Regions from separate parts of the Salmo salar genome. Here region 2 is linked to region 1. A link is a contact called in public Hi-C data. All regions are on one chromosome and are shown on one strand. The core of a region is the stretch at or near the end of the contact, and the rest is flanking DNA. Distances in the headings are between cores, read along the strand shown. Region 1 overlaps LOC106567073 (grainyhead-like protein 1 homolog). Region 2 holds the start of LOC106567189 (Krueppel-like factor 11).

Evidence for each region. Hi-C and Micro-C count contacts between places; a contact is called where the count stands out from the background.
Region 2: a Hi-C map of gill shows a contact between it and region 1, with 3 times the contacts expected there. The contact joins the promoter of LOC106567189 here to the enhancer-like site in region 1. A contact is called at or near these places in 3 of 3 Hi-C or Micro-C datasets (blood, gill and muscle).

The regions. Positions count from the first base shown.
Region 1 is chrssa01:16,631,963-16,635,915 of Ssal_v3.1, reverse strand. LOC106567073 (grainyhead-like protein 1 homolog) reads right to left here. Exons shown (of 15, transcript XM_014135981.2): 5 at 3,472-3,554; 6 at 2,750-2,903; 7 at 2,351-2,462; 8 at 217-311. Among protein-coding and RNA genes, the nearest start is that of LOC106567073, 9.1 kb to the right of the region's middle. Within about 2 kb of position 1,670, at least 1 of the 13 cell types and tissues checked has an H3K27ac peak or open chromatin away from gene starts, as enhancers often do. A contact at or near this core is called in gill, where this site is marked.
Region 2 is chrssa01:16,672,550-16,676,179 of Ssal_v3.1, reverse strand. LOC106567189 (Krueppel-like factor 11) reads right to left here and starts at 2,127. Exons shown (of 4, transcript XM_014136322.2): 1 at 1,936-2,127; 2 at 730-990. The coding sequence starts at 1,977.

The DNA of each region.
Region 1 (3,953 bases), core at 421-2,920:
AGCAAGGGAAGGCAGTCTATTTTTGGAAGAATCTTCAGCCACATTTACACAGAATGTTGATGAGGAAGTTGTGATCAGATGAACCGAATCCTCCAGAAACACTTGGCATCATCACGTGTTCTAGGGAAAAACAACTAGGCTTACAACTATCTTTCCATCTCTCTTCACCTTTTTCTCTGATTCCTCATACCAAAAGGTATGTTTCCTATACCTCACCTTAGCCTCCTCATTGATGTCCCAGGTGAAGGAGATGGCGTTGTAGGAGATCTCCTCAATGTTGCTGATTGTGTTGAAGCTCTCTTTGTAGTCAGCTGGGAACCATGGAACACATAACGGACTGTTAGTACAGTTAGCACTGACAGAAGACGTTCAATGAAGAGAGGGTGCTAAGATAAGCGCGGCGGTGGCTAAGTTATGAAACTAAGTATGGAGAGGTGAAAGGCTATTTTATTAGTATTATTATTATCATTATTAGGACTGGGCTGAATGAAAGGTTTTAGGAGCCTTGCATAAGAATGAAGTGAAGGTCAGTAGCTTGTATTAGATACAACCATTGAGAATGTGCTCCCACCCTGGTGAGGTCCCATCCCACATCTTAGATGTTTGATAAACAAACAAGCTTTTTGTCCTCAAAAGGTGCGGCTTAAAAAGCTTGCTCCGTGGTATTGGTCTCGTAGTCTTGCGTTGTTGTACTACCAAGTCTAATCCTTCAGAAAATGTTTTCACTATGCCATTTTTTGGAAATTGAGGTGCTTGTCTCCAAACTTTACATTCTGACTAATCCCATCAAAGTCCCTTATTAGGCCTATACCCCTATGCCAGAAACCACACTGCTTTAGTAGAGCACTTCTACGTTGCTGACTGACTACTTTTAATCAAAAGCAAGCAGGTTGTCTCAATGGTCACCTTTCGCCCACAGTCCTTCCATCAAAGTCAGACTGCAAGTGAGACAATACACTTTCCTCTGTCAAGCCAAACTAAGTTCTCCTTTCACAGTGTGTGCGTGCAGAGTAAGATTGATCAGTCTACCTCCAGAGAATTAAGCTGCTGTATTGTCCCGACAGGGAGCCACCATGAAGCTCAGTTGACACAGGTATCATTAACAAATAGGCAGTGGTGGAAAAAGTACCCAATTGTCATACTTGAGTGAAAGTATAGATACCTTAATAGAAAACGATTCAAGCAAAAGTCACCCAGTAAAATATTACTTGAGTAAAAGTCTAAAAGTATTTGGTTTTAAATATACTTAAGTATCAAATGTAAATGTAATTGCTAAAATATACTTAAGTATCAAAAGTAAAAGTATAAATAATTTCAAATCCTTTATACTAAACAAACCAGACAGCACATTTACGGATAGCCAGGGGCACACTCCAACACTCACACATAATTTACAAACTAAGCATTTGTGTTTAGAGAGTCTGCCAGATCAGAGGCAGTAGGAATGACTAGGGATGTTTTCTTGATAAGTGCGTGAATTTGACAATTTTTCTGTCCTGCTAAGCATTCCAAATGTAACGAATACTTTTGGGTGTCAGGGAAAATGTATGGAGTAAAAAGTACATTCATTTATTTAGGAATGTAGTGAAGTAAAAGTAAATAGGACAACTGGCCTTGTCCCATATCCACCCTCATTATCACCCTCCTTCATCCAATCATGTGTATTGTTCTAATGAGGTTTGTTAAGGTTCAACCAATCAGATCCAGGATCATTTTTCCCTTTTAGAATAAGAGTATATGGACAAGGGGGACGTGCTCATCCTAGATCTCATACTAAGTTATTTACTTAAGGTGGCATAGAGGTTTTGGCTCGTTGGGTGGGTCTGTCTGCCTGGCTCCTTGGCTAGCTGGATTCTTCTCCTTCTAGGTCATGAGAGTTGAGCTGAGACAGAGACAGCATGTGACACGGGGGAGGAGATGGAGGGTGACTGTTGCACAACAACTCAGGGAACAACAGTGACTCGTGACAGTGCAGGATGGTATGGTAAGAAGAGTGTCAGGTAAATATGATGAAATGTATTCGGAACCATTCAGGCAGTACTTCGGGTGACTTTATGTGACATAAAAACTATGGCCTGATTTAATAAGCGTTTGTAATGTGAAGTTTGCACCTGTTATTTCCCCAGATGTAATAAAACATTTAAGGTTGATGAACAATCTTAAAGGGTAAATCAACTCATGTTTTAGCTAGTTTTTTGTCTTTCCTCGCTTTAGATAATAACAGTTGAAAACTTGTACTAACTTGTGCTTTGCACCGTAAATTAGGCATTTCATGTCTTGGTGTAGCGTCTCCTTCAAGAGTTTGTGAGGACTAGTGTTCCATGTAGGTTCCAGTAGCATAGGCTCTTACCAATATCAAGACACCTCTGCTTGGCTGTGTGCTGTCTGGAGTGCCAGTACTTCCAGTGCTTCAGCTGGTCGTCTCTGCACTTCTCCTCTCCAAACACCACCATCACCACACTCTGAAATGGTGCACACAACCCCAGGGCCATCAATCATGCTAGCTTAACTGACACATTCCACTTAACAAGTTCCTACTTGTTAGTACATTAGCTACTATTAGCATAATAGCTACCAACTAGCATAAGATTTCTCTGTTTATTCTGTCAAAAAATGTATCGTTAACATGAGAGACCTAGCCAAATTATCTGCACATATTTAGTTACAGACAAGGACCAATCTAAAAGTTTTCTGTTATTGACAATGAACTACTGTAGAACAACTAACTAGCTTGGTGGTGTGGTCTTACCCTGACTTTGCTGATGGGGTGCTGCAGCTTGCTGTTGTCTATCTCCCTGAGGCTGATGGGGTAGAACTGTCCCTTGTTCAGGTACGTCATGGTACCGTCACCTGTCTTCTGACGCAGCGACTTGGAAGCATCCAGGGTGTACTCAAAATTATTCCTAATCAGGAAATAAATATTAGTGACAAAACCACAGTAGGCTACATTTGTATTTTCCTTTAGGGAAAGAGGAGCCTGAAATCTAGACCTGCTTTGTGCTGACATTCCACTCCTTGTACTCCGTGTCATATGTTTGGCACAAAACAGGCCTGGATTTCAGGCTAGGGAAAGAGTAGGCATAGAGATGGAAAAAGTGATGTATCTAGTATTCAGCTGATGTTTGTCTGGTATCTATCTTTATTCTAAACCATCTAGATGTGTTTTCAGTATTTATGAATATACCGTATGCAAATATTGATAACCTATATTTTCCACATGTGAAATACATTGCAAATGTCACCCCTTGATTAAGACCACCCTCATCAGTCCCTTCCCATTGGCTTGATTGTGACCCCGAATCCTCGTAGTGTCACTGAGTCCCTGATAACATTACGTTTGGCATTGTAGCTTTTAAACTGAGGGAATCTGCTGACCCCCAGGTGACTGTAGTGAATGAGGTTATTCTCCTATCAGGGGCTGAATGGCAGGGTGCGAGCGACAGCGGGCAGGCGCCGGGCTGGAGGGCTTACCCCGGCATGGTGTCAAACACGCTGTATTCCTCTGCCGAGATGGAGGCCATGCGTAACTGGAGATCCCCTGGGAAGGAGAACACCTGTGGCACACAAAGAGGACAGAGAAGTGGGGAGAGAGGGTCTGGATTTAGACAAGCATCCATGACAAGGGTTGTAGCTAGCACTCTCAGGGGTTACAGGAAGTAAAGGGAGCCCTCTCTCTCTCTCTCTCTCTCTCTCTCTCTCTCACTGAAGTGGAAACAAACCACTTCCCATCCTACCCTCCCTCTCTCCTTCCCTCACTCCTTCCTCTGCTCCCCGTGTGAAGGGGGTTGTGTTGGGTTATCCCTTTCCAAGGTAATTCCCCTCCAGGTTAAATGGAGAGAGAGGAGAGAGAAGAGAGAGGAGAGAGGCTATTGAAGGGGGGAAATAGTACAGCACTTTATTGTGTGGGCCAGACAATGGCATAATAACACACTGGCCTGCTATTTTGGAATGTT
Region 2 (3,630 bases), core at 878-3,377, 40 kb before region 1:
CTGTGTTGTTATATGTTGTCGAACTGCTTTGCTTCATCTTGGCCAGGTCGCAGTTGTAAATGAGAACTTGTTCTCAACTGGCCTACCTGGTTAAATAAAGGTGAAATAAATAAGTAGAACAAAGAACCACTGTGGTGTTCTAGTACAGCCACTGTGGTGTTCTAGTACAGCCACTGTGGTGTTCTAGTACAGCCACTGTGGTGTTCTAGTACAGCCACTGTGGTGTTCTAGTACAGCCACTGTGGTGTTCTAGTACAGCCACTGTGGTGTTCTAGTACAGCCACTGTGGTGTTCTAGTACAGCCACTGTGGTGTTCTAGTACAGAAGTCCTAGGTTGGGTGTGTTCTGTTTCAAATTGGAGGTTTAATGTAGCTGTTAGGAGAGATACGTGAGTGGTCACGTATGCACACTACACTAATGACTAGTTCGAGCTGGGTGGCTGTAAAACAGTGATTTTTACAACCAGCATCTGAGAGAGATGAGCACTGGGTGAAGTTGAAACCGCCTATCAGGCAATTTCTCCTTATCTCTTTCCTGACACCTGTGCAGCAACCTCCCTAACCCCTATAAGCCATGCAAAGTTTTTAGCAAACACACCAACCTGAGATAAAGATACTGTCTCAACGCTGGTTTACACAGTAAGTCAAAGCTAGGACTCAGATGTTTATGTGTGATGGTTGTTTTGGGATGTGTGGTGTTTATGGCTGTCCATAGAGAATACACTCTTACCAGGGAGGAGAGCGAGACAAAGTCCTTGGGGGGCTCCGATGGGTCCGGAGGCAAGAGGGAGTCGCAGGAGTCCGAGGCAGGGGTAAGGGGTCTGGGTTTGCAGGAGTTGGGGCGGTGTTGGCCCCAAGAGCTCATGCAGACCAGAGCCTCTGCAGCCTCCAGGTCTGTGTACTCCAGACTGCAACCTGGGGACGACTGCTCACTGTAGTGCCTCTTCCTCTTCAGATAGGAGCCACAATAGTCCATCACCACCCCATTCATCTGGAGGAAAGAAAGTTTTTCTGATGATGATATAATAGAAGACTGGTGAGTCACCATAGGGACGAATCACAACAATAACTGGGAAATGAGACCCAATCAAAACCATACAGCTAGATGTATTCATTTGCATACCAAGGGAAGCATCCAAATGACCTCAAATAAAATGTCTGAAATGTTTCTATTCTTACCAGTCATTAGCTTAATGTCAAGTGCCAGTTGCTGCGAGGTTGTCACAGTGTGGCCGTTAGAGTGCTGAAGGAGCAGGCTTTTGAGATTACATCCCATCTGCCCTAAAGCTACGAGCCAAGTAACCTCCCATTGCCAAATATAGACCAACTAGTGATGTATCCCTACCACTAGCCACGTGAGACCGAAACCCGCATGCTGAGGGGATGTTACCCAGTGTGAACGCTGCATCAGGAAGTGCTTTGTCTACAATGACACTATCAGTGATAGTATGGCCACTCCCAACATCAAATAATGTGACCAGTTTCACATAGTGAAAGAGTAGCCCGCCTAGGCAAAACAATACCACTCTACTGGGCTACCTTATCATAGGGTGACGTTGGGTAACATTAACACAGGTCAATAAAACAAATGCTACATTATTGCACAATTCTGTCAACTGGGCACTGTTGAATTAAAGATATTGGACCAACAGTCAATCATTGCGAAGTCATTGGATAATATGATTGGATGGTATAAATGTAAATATGTCTCAATTAATCTTGTTTTTTTCTCAATAATTCTGAACTAACATGACTCAATTACCAACTGAATAATATTGTAACGTGAAAAGTAAAAAGTGAAACTAATAAACTAGAGTGACAAACAAATACAGTATCCTATTGACCCATTATTCGAATGCTGAACGTTAGTCATATGAAATAACACGCATGTTGACTTGAAATAATAATATTCATAAAAAAATATACATCTTCTTACCCCATACGAGACTTCAATTTCTGAAAATTTTTGTGAGGGCATTGTTTAGGTATATTTGAATTAAGTTTAGCGTCAACCGGATATGGAACAAAAGAAGCGGTGCTACTCCGCCCGATCAGTAGACTGGCTGTTCAATTCGTTTTCACTACGTCCTCTCTCAGCTGTGTAAAACATCAGGATAAAAAAAGGAAAACAAAATTCACAACACACAGGCGGGTGGCAACATGCCACCAATGAAACACAAATGTGTGTGAGACCTTAGCCAATAGCAGGTGAGACGACGCGTGATCAGTGCATGGTGGCCGGACGATTGGAGGAAATAGGGTGCGTGGCTGTTGGTGGGCGTGCAAAGGGGTCATCGGTGTCAGAAAGAACCCGATGAACTGCAAGTCTGAAAACTAGGTGAAAGGTCTTATGCTGCGTTCATTACAACTGGGACCTCGGAACTCGGAAATCTCTGACTTCAGTGCGTTCAAAACAACTGGGAACTCGGAAAAAACTAGCTTCGACTGGGAATAATCGATTTGAACGGTCAGAATGTCAGAATTCCAACTCGGGACTCTTTCTAGAGCTCCGATTTCCGACCTGAAGATCACTGACGTCCTGATTGACATAGTATTTTTCCGAGTTCCCAGATGTTTTGAACGCGGAACTAGTGCCGAATGAGGGGACTCCTGAGTTTCTCCCATATGTTTTTGACATACTTTTATGTTTATTATTTTTTACAGGATATCTAAAGCTTTTAGAGTTGGCCAATGAATGCTCTCGTTTTTTGTCAGTTAGAGTAGTTTGTCAGCTATTAAAATCACAATGTTGTGCTTTTCAGATTCAGTAAAACGTCATGCTCTATTTTACCACCTTAATGATGTGCATTTCAAGCTACACCATTGTCACATCGTATCTAACCTAACATAGCAGGGGTAAAATGAACATTTTATCAGACCTTAGTAACGTTCATATTATATCTGTTACAAAACATCTCTACTTATTGCTACTTCTAGTAGATATATTACTATGTAGCTAATACATGTTTGGCACGTGTTTGATTTATTTTGACACTTCTGTTTTCAAATACTGCATGAGACCATGTTGAACTTCAGAGGCCTCGGGTTGCCTAAAGCATAAAAATATATAACAAACATTGAACTAAATCCAAAATCACAGTGAAAAAATCAACACCCCATAGTATTATAAACATTGTTGGGTCATATTTGAGTTAAAGATTGTTTTTAGACCCACCCCACTCAACCCCATATGGTTAATATGGTCTTGTAAAAAACATCTTTAAAGGAATTCTAGGGTGGAGCTTGTGAACAACCTAGCCTCTCTGTTTTTGTCCATAGAGCCCAACATTTTGCCCCGGCCCCCATTGTTATGGTACGGAAAAACAGAGTACCGGTATGTAGGATATATCATGTCAAAATCACAGGATGTTGTATAGGCCTAATACATCATTTAATATGTCATGAACTTATAACAAAGACAATGCATCATATGGCTTCAGAGAAGGCTTACCGTAGCTCTGGACTCAACATTTCATTGCACCAAGAGCATAGCTGTGTTTTAACCATGGGCAACACATTTAATGTAATATCGAAATGGTATTAAATATCCAAATATAATTTTGTTGTTGCAGTTATTGTACATGTCTCTTCATTACAGGCGGCTGGTGGCACCTTAAATGGGGAGGACGGG